Linked DNA regions of Capra hircus: region 1 is linked to region 2. The links are chromatin contacts, called in public Hi-C maps. All regions are on one chromosome and are shown on one strand. Each heading gives the region's core, a stretch centred on a gene start, on an enhancer-like site or on the middle of the called end of the contact. The rest is flanking DNA. Distances are from core to core; before and after follow the strand shown.

What was found. A called contact is a pair of places that touch in the nucleus more often than the background predicts.
Region 1: a Hi-C map of blood shows a contact between it and region 2, with 2.4 times the contacts expected there. The contact joins two enhancer-like sites. A contact is called at or near these places in 3 of 5 Hi-C or Micro-C datasets (all in blood).

Annotation. Positions count from the first base shown.
Region 1 is chr28:9,997,127-10,004,080 of ARS1.2, reverse strand. All of the region lies in intron 1 of LOC102178601 (a long non-coding RNA gene), which reads right to left. Among named protein-coding and RNA genes, the nearest start is that of TSPAN14, 6.5 kb to the right of the region's middle. Within about 2 kb of position 2,645, at least 1 of the 5 cell types and tissues checked has an H3K27ac peak or open chromatin away from gene starts, as enhancers often do.
Region 2 is chr28:9,955,110-9,962,048 of ARS1.2, reverse strand. All of the region lies in intron 2 of TSPAN14 (tetraspanin-14), which reads left to right. Among named protein-coding and RNA genes, the nearest start is that of TSPAN14, 36 kb to the left of the region's middle. Within about 2 kb of position 3,293, at least 3 of the 5 cell types and tissues checked have an H3K27ac peak or open chromatin away from gene starts, as enhancers often do.

The DNA of each region.
Region 1 (6,954 bases), core at 1,396-3,895, 43 kb before region 2:
AAGCAGCAGGCAGCGGGGATTTCTGGGAAAGGGTTGCTTTCCTTAACACAGGTGCTGCTCCTTCATCCTTTCTGCTCTTTCTCCAGCATATGTGGAATGCAGGTGGGAAGCTGGAGTTGCAGCAGCCATTGTGTGACCACAGCTGACTGAGGGGGCAAGCTTCCCAGTAAGGAGAGCCAGAGCAGACCGACAGGGCAGACCCGGGCCCTGAAGGACCAGTCCTGCTCTGCTTACCTTCAAACTTGGCGTCATGTCAGAGTTTTCAATAAATAGAGCAGCAAAGAGCAACAAACACCATTTAGTTAAAGCAGTGTGGCTGGGTAGATGTTACAGGAACTGAACACAAGTTCTGATTAATACAGCTCTCAAATATATAATGTTGCTTAGATGTTTCTCCTGAACTTCAAACAGCAATTTGGACCTCTTCTCTATCCAGAGATCTCGCAAATGAAAGAGTTGTGACCTCCTCACCAAATACACACAGAGTCACTTGGATTCCTGGTCTCTGTAAACGGCATCACTGTCCATGCAGCCAGATTTCCTATTAGTCACCATCCTATTAGTCCCCCCTCAGTTCTACCTCCTATATATATTTTGAATCTGTTCACCTCTTACCATTTCCTCATCAATCTTCTGAACCACTGTACAGGTTCCTTAACTATTTTAAAATTTTGCTCCCTCCAATCCTACTGCAGCCTTAGGGATCTTCTAAAAGCACAAGTGTAATAATGTTACTATTTTGCCTAAAACCTTTCAGTGACTGCTTAGGGCCTAAGAAATACTAGGCATATATATACCGTAAAACTCTGCCAGGAATTAGGTTGGTCCTGCACCCACCACCTCTTCTTTGGCAAAGGTGTTGCTCTACTGACCACAGGGATGGACATGTTGACCTATACCTGGTGGAACTAGGGAAACCTCTCTCCCTTGCCACAGTGATTGGTTCAAGAGTGGGCACATGACCAGAGTCTGGCCAATTAGAGACCTTCCTTGGGATTCCTAGAATGTAGAGTTACTTGGAGTCACATCTCCAACATGGAGCAAGCTCTGAGTACTAGGAGAGACAGAGAGAAAAGGGCTCCTGGTCTGTGTAGCCTGCAGGATCAGCCCCTAGTATCCACAATCGATCTAGTTTCAAGTTCTTCTTTTGATTCTGTGAACGACTTGAGTATCCTTCTAATAATTTTTCCTCCTTTGGCTTAAGCTAGTTTGGGTAGGGTTTTGTCACTTCCAACCAAAACATCCTGACTAAAGTGAGGACCCTTGGTCATCTGGCCCAATAAGGCATCTTTCCAAGAAAACAGAGTTTCTTCTAGCTTATAGGATGTTTTACAAACGTTATTTCATCTGATTCTTACTATAAGCTTGTGAGGTGGGTTCTACTATCTTGACTTCACAAATAAAAAAGTAAGGCTCAGAGACGTAAAATATTTTGCTCAAGATCAAGAGGCTGAGAATTAGGAACACTTGGACACCAAGTCCCTCTTATATTCAAGGTGTTCCCCTTTATTCCCCACCTCTTGTCCTGTACACACACACACATACACACACAGAAGTGCCAGAGTGGAGCCCAGGGTGAGCAAAAGCAGCAATGGGACAAGGACCAGCCTGGGACGGGGCGGGGGTGGTGATGGGAGGGTTAAAGGAGGAAGTCAGAGGACGGTAAAGCCAAGTTCCTCCATTTAAATTTTATAGCCACTCCAGGTCCAGGAGAAGAAAGTCCTCTTAGCTTCTTTCTTTTACCCTTCCTTGTACTATTTTCTGTTTCCATAATCTATACCTCAGGCTTGCAGTAGGTGCAATAATTCAGTTATATTCTTGGCAATTACAGTTCTAGGGGCTAGCCCGGAAACTAAATCACCATTAAAATACAGCCCTTTTATGAGTTGGGACTGTCCATATCTCCATTCTTCCGCTTTAGGTTACGTGGTACTTTTTTTTTCCTTCTTTCAGTTCTATTGAGATGTAACTGACATATGGCACTGTATAAGTTCAGAGTATATGGTAAAATGATTTGATCTACAAATATTATAAAGTGATTACCACAATAAGTTTAGTGAACAACCATTAACTCATACATTAAGAGATACAAAATAAAATTTTTTTCCTTGTGATGAGAACTCAGGATTTACTCTCTGAATGACTTTCATATGTAACATACAGAGGTGTTAATTACATTCCTAGTACTTTATTTCACAACTAGAAGTTTGTCCCTTTTGACAGTCTTCATCCAATTCCCCCTCCTCCCCAGGCCCCACCTCTGGTAACCACAAATTTGATCTCTTTCTCCTGTGAGTTTGCTTTTGAAGTATATAATTGACCTACAACACTGTCAGTTCTTCGTGCACAACATAGTGATTTGATATTTCTGTACATTTCAAAATGATAACCACTGTGATTCCTTTTAGTTTTTAAAAAAGGAAAAGAAAATGGGCCTGCCCTGTTTTGAGTGTCCCTGATGCTCTCTGAAAGCCACAACAAATTATTGTAAAAATGGGTCAGGTAAAGCTTGGTGGGTCTCAAAGGGCAGCTGGGAATGGCAGGTGAGTGTCACAGTAACTGTCAGTGAGGCCTGGTGGGGATGGGGTGGCGGCCTTGCTGGCTTTGTGGGCACTTCCCTCACCCCCTTCATGCCCTGCAGCAGTGTGGCCAACTGTGCCAGGAAGCAGCTGTCTCTTTGAGGCTGCTCAGGCCGGCAGGACCACTAACATCATCCGGCCCATGATTCACAAAGTTGGCTTTACTCTCTCCTCCTTGTTCTAGGCTCACGACCTTCTTCACCATCCAAGGTTAAGCAGAAATCATCAGGTGTGGATGACCATCTTTCCAATCCCAACCTTCACTGGAAATATCTTCTCTGTCCCCACATCCCCCTTGATAATGGTGGGGGCATTCCTCTACCAGAGGGGACAACACCATTCCTGCCCACATCCCATCTCCTTCCACTTCTTCTTCCGAATCATCACGCCTGCCATCTCTCCTGAGTCATTCCTATCACTCTGCAAGCTTGTTCTACTCCCTTCCACATTTGAATAAAACCCAAGTATCCTAAGAAAAATTAAAATTAGATATGGCTATAAGCACTGGAAAATAAAGGATGAAGTAGGTAGCCAGAGTAGCTACAGCAAATCCCTAAACATCAGGAACCCAAAAACCTGTTGCCCTAACATCCTCAACACGGCTTCCACTTCAGCGTTGAATAAGCCTGCTTGAGCTGCAGCTACATCTTTACATATTCCATTGGGCAGGAGAACACAAAGGCTGAGGCCAGCACACAACCTCCCTTTACAGCTACTTACCCCGTGTTGCACAAGCTTCACCTCCATTTACTTCCTGTTGGCTAGAACTGAGTCATGTGATCATGCCTGTGATCATGCGGAGCCCTGAGCGAGTCCTAGAAACTTGCTTTTATTCAAGGAAGCTATGTGGCCAGCTAGAATTGGAAAGTCTATAATAAAGGGAATAGGGGAGAATGGCTGCTAGGGTCATCCAGCATTCTCTGCCAAAGCCTCCTATGCTTCCACATCCCTTCTAGACCTCTCCCAGTTCTGTGTTACCTGTTGGATAAGCTGTCCAAACACAACTGCTCTACCATGGTGTGGCAGCCACCCCACTACTCCAGGAACACTGCCCTTATCATGTGCACCAATGACTTCCATGTTGCCAGAATCAAAGGTTCCTTCCCTTTCTTCATCTTACCTGGTCTGTGAGCAGCATCTAACAGAGCTGACCACTCTTTTCTGGAAACACTGCTTTGTCAGTCTCTGGGATATAGCACTCTCTGGTTCTCCTTTGGCTTCCCCAGCCTTTTGAAAAAGAAGCCTTTTTCAGTCTTCTTTCTTGCTCTGGCTCTTCCGACTCCTCTGGGTCTCTCTTGAACCCCCACGTCTTCTACATCCATCTCTTTGGCCTGGGTGACTCCCTCAGATCCCAAGGCGGTTACCGTCTTTAGAATGATGTCTCTCAAAGCCCCACCTCCAGCCCATGCATCTCTTCTGGGTGTGTAGTGACTGGACAATTGAACTGGATCTCTGATGGGCATCTCGAACTCAACATAAACGCAGAATTCTTGATGTGCCTGTCTGAGCTGTAGTCTCTTTCCTCCAGGCTACCCTATCCAATACATGAGCACTGTTCACCCACTTACTCCAGCCAGAAACGTGAAAGTAATCTTTGGTTTCTCCATGGCCTCCCCATCCATCTTATTGATGTCCATGTCCAAAACAGCATCTTTGAACTACTGATCTTAGTGCGGCCATCAACTTGGTCCAAACCACCATTAGTTTGGGCCAGGTCTGCCATTAGAGTCTAATTGTCTCCTTGCTTTCATTTTTGCCTGTCACCCACCCAATTTATTCTTCAGTTTAGTTCAGTTCAGTTCAGTCACTCAGTCGTGTCCGACTCTTTGTGACCCCATGAATTGCAGCACGCCAGGCCTCCTTGTTCATCACCATCTCCCGGAATTCACTCAGACTCACGTCCATTGAGTCTGTGATGCCATCCAGCCATCTCATCCTCGGTCATCCCCTTCTCCTCCTGCCCCCAATCCCTCCCAGCATCAGAGTTTTTTTCCAGTGAGTCAACTCTTCTCATGAGGTGGCCAAAGTACTGGAGTTTCAGCTTTAGCATCATTCCTTCCAAAGAAATCCCAGGGCTGATCTCCTTCAGAATGGACTGGTTGGATCTCCTTGCAGTCCAAGGGACTCTCAAGAGTCTTCTCCAACACCACAGTTCAAAAGCATCAATTCTTCAACACTCAGCCTTCTTCACAGTCCAACTCTCTCATCCATACATGACCACTGGAAAAACCACAGCCTTGATGAGATGGACCCTAGCCTGCAAAGTAATGTCTCTGCTTTTGAATATGCTATCTAGGTTGGTCATAACTTTCCTTCCAAGGAGTAAGCGTCTTTTAATTTCATGGCTGCAGTCACCATTTGCAGTGATTCTGGAGCCCCAAAAAATAAAGTCTGACACTGTTTCCCCATCTATTTCCCATGAAGTGATGGGACTGGATGCCATGATCTTCGTTTTCTGAATGTTGACCTTTAGGCCAACTTTTTCACTCTCCTCTTTCACTTTCATCAAGAGGCTTTTTAGTTCCTCTTCACTTTCTGCCATAAGGGTGGTGTCATCTGCATATCTGAGGTGATTGATATTTCTCCTGGCAATCTTGATTCCAGCTTGTGTTTCTTCTAGCCCAGCGTTTATCATGATGTACTCTGCATAGAAGTTAAATAACCAGGGTGACAATATACAGCCTTGACATACTCCTTTTCCTATTTGGAAACAGTCTGTTGTTCCATGTGCAGTTCTAACTGTTGCTTCCTGACCTGCATACAGATTTCTCAAGAGGCAGGTTGGGTGGTCTGATATTCCCATCTCTTTCAGAATTTTCCACAGTTTATTGTGATCCACACAGTCAAAGGCTTTGGCATAGTCAATAAAGCAGAAATAGATGTTTTTCTGGAACTCTTGCTTTTTTCATGATCCAGCGGACGTTGGTAATTTGATCTCTGGTTCCTCTGCCTTTTCTAAAGCCAGCTTGAACGTCAGGGAGTTCACGGTTCACGTATTGTTGAAGCCTGGCTTGGAGAATTTTGAGCATTACTTTACTAGCATGTGAGATGAGTGCAATTGTGCGGCAGTTTGAGCATTCTTTAGCATTTCCTTTCTTTGGGATTGGAATGAAAACTGACCTTTTCCAGTCCTGTGGCCACTGCTGAGTTTTCCAAATTTGCTGGCATATTGAGTGCAGCACTTTCACAGCACCATCTTTCAGGATTTGAAACAGCTCAATTGGAATTCCATCACCTCCACTAGCTTTGTTCATAGTGATGCTTTCTAAGGCCCACTTGACTTCACATTTCAAGATGTCTGGTTCTGGATTAGTGATCACATCAGCATGACTATCTGGGTCGTGAAGATCTTTTTGTACAGTTCTTCCGTGTATTCTTGCCACCTCTTCTTAGTATCTTCTGCTTGTTAGGTCCATACCATTTCTGTCCTTTATCGAGCCCATCTTTGCATGAAATATTCCCTTGGTATCTCTAATTTTCTTGAAGAGATCTCTAGTCTTTCCCAATCTGTTGTTTTCCTCTATTTCTTTGCATTGATCGCTGAAGAAGGCTTTCTTATCTCTCCTTGCTATTCTTTGGAACTCTGCATTTAGATGCCTATATCTTTCCTTTTCTCCTTTGTTTTTCACCTCTCTTCTCTTCACAGCTATTTGTAAGGCCTCCCCAGACAGCCATTTTGCTTTTGTGCATTTCTTTTCCACACACAGTAGAAAATCAGAATACATTAGTCTTCTGCATAAAACCCTTCAATGGTTTAATAAAAGGTCTCCAACCTAAATCAAATCCCTTATGCTTATACAGTGGAAGTGAGAAACAGATTTAAGGAATAGAATGCCTGATGAATTATGGACAGAGGTCCATGACATTGTATAGGAGACAGGGTTCAAGACCATTCCCATGGAAAAGAAATGCACAAAAGCAAAATGGCTGTCTGAGGAGGCCTTACAAATAGCTGTGAAAAGAAGAGAAGGGAAAAGCAAAGGAGAAAAGGAAAGATATACGCATCTGAATGCAGAGTTCCAAAGAATAGCAAGGAGAGATAAGAAAGCCTTCCTCAGCAATCAATGCAAAGAAATAGAGGAAAGCAATAGAATGGGAAAGACTAGAGATCTCTTCAAGAAAATTAGAGCTACCAAGGGAATATTTCATGCAAAGATGGGCTTGATAAAGGACAAAAATGGTATGGACCTAACAGAAGCAGAAGATATTAAGAAGAGGTGGCAAGAATACAGAGAAGAACTATATAAAAAAGATCTTCATGACCCAGATAATTATGATGGTGTGATCACTCACCTAGAGCCAGACATCCTGGAATGTGAAGTCAAGTGGGCCTTAGAAAGCATCACTATGAACAAAGCTAGTGGAGGTGATGGAA
Region 2 (6,939 bases), core at 2,044-4,543:
TAAGAATTTTGCTGGAACAACAGATGTAGAGTATTTCGCTTTCACTGCTGAGAAGTAGTACCTTTTCCCCTTCCAGTTTTATATACTGAACTTTTGTATTTGCTTGGAAATTCTAGAGAACTACACAAGGCCCCCCAGCTTTACTGTGTTCCCTCCTACAGGCTCCCTTCTCCTGTCTGCGCTCACTCACAGTTTCACTTGGTAAAAGTATCCTCCTCATTTTGCAGTCTTAGGATAGAGCATTCCAGGTTGCCAAGTAGACTTCCTGACCATGTCTTTGAAAATTCCATATTGGACTTTGAGGTTTTTTTTTACTATCCTGGATAAGGACGCTGTGATTATCTTTTGTAACACAGATTCTTGCCTTTGGGGAAAGGACGAGAAATTATTTGCTGGGATAGGTTCCCAGGAGTGAGATTAAATGGGTCAGAAGGTGTGTCCATTGTTTTGACTGGCCTGACACATTTATATAATCATATTCACCAGAAAGGCTGCCCCAGTTCATAGGAAATAGATCCCCTTATTGTTTGGCGCACACGGGTATGTGTTTGTGTGTGTATTTTTCCATATTTTGGCTTGCCAAGACAGAGGGCAAGGATTGCTTAATTATAGACTCCACTTGAACTGGGAGTGGCTGATCGTTGCAGGCCCTCAGCTCCTGATCTCACTGGTTCAGGCGCATCTGAGGCTGGGACCCCCAGGAGGAATTTGCAAGGATGGGCAGTATGTGTACTGTGATTATTGCCTGGGACATGTGATTATTACACACTCACAGGGTGGTGTCAAGGCTGAGTAACTGATGGTGTGTGTAACTCTGCTTCTGGCAAATAGTCAGCATGGCTCAGTCTGACGGGGTGATCTGTCATCTGTGGGGGAGTAGCTTACTCCCACCTTGTTTATACCTTTCCCCTCCCAGAAATGTGTTTTTAAAAAATCCCGTCTATGGAGGTGTACATTAAATAGAATACATATACCCATTTCGGATGTTCAGTTCACTGAGTTGGCAGCTATACACTCTGTATAATCACCATCACCACAATAAAGATATCAAAGATTTCCATCTGTCCTGAAACTTGTGCTTTTCTGTAGTCTTTCTCTCCCCACCCCCTCCTCCAGCAACCATTGATCTGCCTTCTGTCATTATAAATTAAATTTCACTCTCAGATCTGGCTTCCTTTAATTTAGAGGATGTTTCTCTGGGTTTCTTTTTTTCTTTTCTGTTTTTAATTTCATGAATTTCTTTAAAAAGTTTAAAAATGTTTTTATATTTAAAAATGGTGGTAAAACCTATGTAACAAAACTTAGAATTGTAACCGTTTTTAAGTGCCCAGTTCAGTGGCATTAAGTGTATTCATGTTGCTCTTCATCCATCACCACCATCCATCTCCAGCCTGTTGTGTGGATTTCTGCTTTTTATTATTTTCTCTCTTCTATGTGTTTTGGGATCATGCTGTTCTTTTTCTGTCTTCTTGAGGTGGAAGATTAGGTCATTGATTTTAGATCTTTCTTTTTTCCTATAGCGTAAGTACCTCATTTTATTGTGTTTCCCAGACACAGCAGTTTTAACAAATTGAAGGTCTTCTGGCAACCCTGAGCCGAGCAAGTCTATCAGCACCATTTCCCCCAGTAGCAACGGCTCAGTTCATGTCTCTCACATTTTGGTAATCTTTGGAATATTTCAGACTTTTTCATTGTTGTATTTGTTATGGGGATGTGTGAATAATTACTATTGTAAAAAAGATTATGAGTTGCTGAAGGCTCAGATGATGGTTAGCATGTTTTAGCAGTAAAGTATTTTCGAATTAAGATATGTACATTTTTTCCTTAGTCATAATGCTATTGCATACTTATTAGACTGCAGTATAGTATAAAGATAGTCTTTACATGCACTGGGAAACCAGAGAGCTTAGTGTGACTTGTCTTGTATTGGTGGTCTGGAGGCGAACCCAGATGTGTCCAGGGTATGCTGTGTTTGATGATGCTGCACGCTTGTTTGTATCCCACACGTCTTGGGATGTTTTCATTTCATTTGGTTAAATATCTTGTATATTGTTTATACAAGTATCTTTTCTTTCCCTCCCTGGCTTCCTGCGGAGTTTCTCTTTTGTTACTGGGTTCCAGCAATTTTATCATGATGTGTGTCGGTGTGTTTTCTTGTGTTCTGTTTGAAGTCCATTGTGCATTTTGGATTTGTGGGTTTATATTTTTCATCAAACTTGGGATGGCTTCAGTTATTATTTCTTTAAATATATACCCCATCCCCGCCTTGAATTCCTTGTTGTCCCACAGGTCATTGAGATGCCGCTCAGTTTTGTTTTGTTTTGTTTTGTTTTTACCCACTCCATCATTTAATTTAGATGGTTCCTATTGCTTTCTCTTTGAGTTCACTCATCTTCTGTAGTGTCTAACTGGCAGCTAAGCCCATTTAGTGAATTTTTCACTTCTAATGTTGGTTTTTCTGTTTCTAATAGTTCCATTTGAATCTTTTTTATATTTCTGTTTCTCTCTTTGCTTATTTTCCTGTAAATCTCTGAGTATATTTAAGTATCTGTTTTAAAGTCTTTGCTGATTCCATCTTCTTTCTCATTCCTGTCTTTTTTCCAGCTACTGATTTTTTTTTTACCTTTTTATAGGTCATGCTTATCTGGTAACTTTTGTTTGGATGCTAGACACAGCTTTTCTGCCCCAATATTCTTCCTGTCTTGGTCAGCTTGGGCTGCCATTCCACATGCCATTGCTTTTGTTGCCTAAACAATCGGAATGTATTTTCTCCCATTTCTGGAGGCTGGAAGTTTGAAATCAGGGTGCCAGCATGGTCAGGTTCCGGTGTGGGCTGTCTTCCTGGCTTTCACGTGGCTGCCTTTCTGCTGTGTTCTCACATGGCAGAGAGAGAGAGAGAAAAAAAACACAAGCTCTGGTCTCTCTTCCTCTAATCATGGAGGCTCCACCCTCATGACCTCATGTAACCGCACTTAACCTCCCCGTCTCCAAATACCATCACACTGGGGCTGCGGCTTCAAGATGTGAATTTTGGAGCGACATAACTTTCAATCCATATCAAGTCTTTTGAATTGGCATCTTTTGTCTGAGATTCATTCTTGCTGTGGTACATAACTATAGATTGTTGATTCTCGTTGTTGTGGGATATTCCATTGTGGAAACATATTATTTGAATTACTTGTAGTTTTATGCTAGTAAGACCTGTTGAAGTAATATGGAAACATACCAGGGTTGGAGACCTGAATTACAGGATGTCCCGGGGTTCACGTGGCTGAACTGAAGGAAACCCTGGCTAGGTTCAGATGGTTTCGGCATGATAGTTGAGTGCAGGACGTGGCTGACGATGGCTTGCACGCCAAACCTGGCTCTCTGCCCGTTTTAGCACATAAAACTTTTTTTGGAACAAGCCCTGCCCATTTTCCTGCTAAAACAACAGAATTGAGTAACTGAAACAGCGACCTTCCACCCGGCAAAGCTGAAAATACTTACCATTTGGCTTATGGAACTGCCGACCCTCAGCTTAGTATCTTGTTAATCATCCATCTGTGCCAGCAATGGCAGGGACTGGGGCGGGGGTGAGGCGGGTTGGGGGTTCCTTCTCGCTATCGCCTGGGGCCGCTGCCTGTAACCATCCTCTGCCTTCCTTTCTTTCAGAGGCTGACCAGAGTCAGATCTCTGGGCCGGGCGTTGTGTTCATGGTCCCCCTGTTATCTGGGAGCACAGAGTGTCTGTGGAAGCTGCCCCAGACCCCTGTGGGGTGTCCTTCCCCATCCTGGCGGGGCCCCTCGCAGGGGTTCACCGGCTCTGTGGGAAGGGCACACATTCTTCTGGTTTTTCAGAACCGCCCTTCCTGCAGGAGGAAAGGCTGGTGTGTGATAGTGTGACCCAGGGCAAGGCACTGACCCGCCCCGTCCCGTTTCCCTCTGAGATGAGGAAGCTGGGCTCCAGCATCCCTTCCGGCCCCCAGAACTTCCAAACTCCCACCCAGAAGTGGCTGGCTTTAAGCTTTTTTTTTTTTTTTTTGAAAGAAGCAGTCCGTTTATGCTCTCTTCATGCTCCAGAGTGGATGCAGTCTGGAAGGGCAAGGCCTCCTCATCTTGACCTCAGCGCACTGGCTGTCAGGACCAGGTTGGGTCTAGGATCTGTGCCATCTCTGGCATCCTTTCACGTGACCACAGGCATCTCTGGTGTTCCCTGGACTTGCCAGGCCAGGATTTCTGGTTCTGGAGAGTGAGTGCCAGGACCATTGGGTTCACCTGGCATGATTTATGGGGGCGGAGCTTAGGCAGCAGGAGAAACAGAGGTCTTTGGAGATCACTGGCCTCCACTGAAGTCGAAGAGAGCTATGGTTTTCTTAAAGCCACAAGGTGAGTTAGGAACAGAGCTGAACAGTTTTATTATAGCTTTTTCTACTCCCTGCCCTGTTTTCTTTCCATCATCCTTTCCCCATTTCACTTGAAAAGTGCCTCCAGGAGGCCCCTATTTCCTTAAACTCTACTCTTGTCTCCAGAAGCCCAGTGAAGCAGATGCTTCTGACCTTGTGTCAGGACAAACTGTGTCATTGGAGGGTGAGGCACAGTGTCTTCAATCCAGCAAATGCTGATAAGGTCTTGAAGGCCCCCCAGGACTCTGCTCTGCCTCCAGACAGGGCTTGCTCAGTGCCCCAGGGTAAGCATATCATTCGGGATGAATCCTACGACCCTCCTTTGACCCAGGAGGGGTCACCTTCACATTGCAAAGGAAAACGGGCTCAGAGAAATTTCTGGACTCACACAAGTCCTCTCACACGGAACTTGTGGGGTGGAGCTGAAATCAGGACCCACTGACCCATGCTGTTTGTTCAGCGCTGCCCAGGACTCCTTTGGGTTTCAGTGCTTCCTCCTGATCCTTTTCGGAGGCGCCCTCAGGTGGCCCAGGGGAGCCTGCCTCAGCTAAAGGAATCTACAAGAGTCCGGGGCTGGCAGGCCAACAGCCTGAAAACAACACCACTGCTGGTGGTTTGCCTTGATCTTGTGGAGGAAAGGCACTGGGGCCTGCAGTAATTGCCTGAGCACTTTCACACTGAAATGAAATCTTGCAAGAGACCAGGGCCACTAAACTGTCGGTGTTGAGGGGCTGCTTTTAACCTGCTTGGTGTTGGAATCCTCCTCCTGTCCCGTAGAACCTAGCCAGGTGTCTACACGTCCATCCTGTCCGGAACCTGCTGGGTAAAGGCTTGCCCACCTTGCAAGTTGACTCCATGTGGGCTTCCAGAACAAAGCAGGGCTGGACCAGCCCAGAATGCCCTGGAGGAAACCTCTCACCTTCTTACACAGGGGGCCTTTGCCTCAGGTCACTCCTGAATCTTCACAGTGACCCCCACAGGGGTCCTGACTGGACACAGAATGGTCCTCCATTGGCTTTACTGTGGCACAGCCTCAAAGCCCCATCTGTAGCCTCCCACGCCACTGGGCACTTGTGACTGCCCCTTGCGGTGGAGGGCGTATGCTGGTGCCCACTATTCGCGGCTGCCCTGTGCAGTGAGATAACGTGATGTCAAGACAGTCAGAGACAGGCAGGTTTGTTTCTTGACTTCTGCACCAGCTCGCTGTGTGAGTTTAGGCAATAACCAAATCATCCTACATCTGAACTTTCCCATTTGAAAAACAGGGGTAACAGTACCAGTGTTACGGGGGATGGAGGTCCTCTCAAAGTGTATTGTGTTTAACGTAGCACCAGTTACCCAGGAGAGGGTGGTGCTGCTTGCCCTGGTGACCACCACGGTGTGCGAACCTGATGGTCCAAGGCTGGCCTCTTTGGGCTTGGCGGGAGCTGGACTCCGTTCTTTGAGAAGGAATTTAATCAGGTCATAGATGAGCAACAAAGCAGGTTACTCCGAGGCTGGAGGCATTCCCAGATGGTTGGCAGCCAAGAGGGCATCCCAACTACACAGACCATCTGTCCCGGGGCGGAGGTGGCGGGGAGGGGGGCGTGGCCAGGGAAGGGGCTCCACAGGGAGCCATGCCAAGCTGGCCAGAGTCCTGGCTCATTCAAGAGTTTGCTGTGTGAGCTCCCAGACAGGTCACTTCCCCTGTCTGGCCCTCCTTCAGTCTTCTTGTCTCTAAAACAACTGTTGGTCCTTAAAGTTCCTGCCTGGGGCCAGTGTCCACTGAACGCATGATCTGGCATGTGACACCCCTCCAACCCCCCACCTCAGTTCCTGTCTTTCTGCTGCAAGTTAACTTTAGTTCTTCCTTTGAAAGAGAATGGAAAAAAACCATGAGCTCTTATTCTTGGAGCCCCATTGTTTCGGGAGAAGGAGAACGGGGCTGTGGTGGCACGGAGCTGGTGTCTCAAGCTGACTGTGTTCAGCGAGAGGGCTGCAGGAGCCAGACCTCCCTCACCATCCCGTGTGGTACCTGGTGTTGGGTGGGCTGTCCTGCAAAGTGGTGAGGCAACCCTAAACAAAATAGAAAACCTCTCTGCCCTCAGAGGGCGTAAGTAGGGGAGGAGACGCAGTAGACAGGTCACGTGGTCTAGGGTGAGTACCATGAAGAAGCTCCAGCAGGGAAGGAGGTCAGGACTGACGCGTGGGAGACAGTCTGTGCAGGATGGCAAAGGGAGGTGTGTTTGAGGAGGTGAAATTTGGAGAGACCTGAATGGAGTGAGGGAGGAAGCCAGGAAGGGATGTGGAGGAGGAACATTCTAGGCTAAGGGATCGAGTCAAAGTTCTAAGGCAGGGGTGAGGCAGGTGAGTTCAAGAAACAGTCACAGTGGTGGGGAGGGATGTCTGGGTTTCAGCAGAGATGGCCGTGATCTGGGATGGGACTGGGGCCAGGGAGCTGGGTTGGAGATAATGTTGGATATGCAGGCTACAGCCTGGCTACCCAGGCCCTTGTGAGCCACAGCAAGGAGTTTGAATTTTATTCTAAGTGTAAAAGGAAGTCATTGGAGCATTTT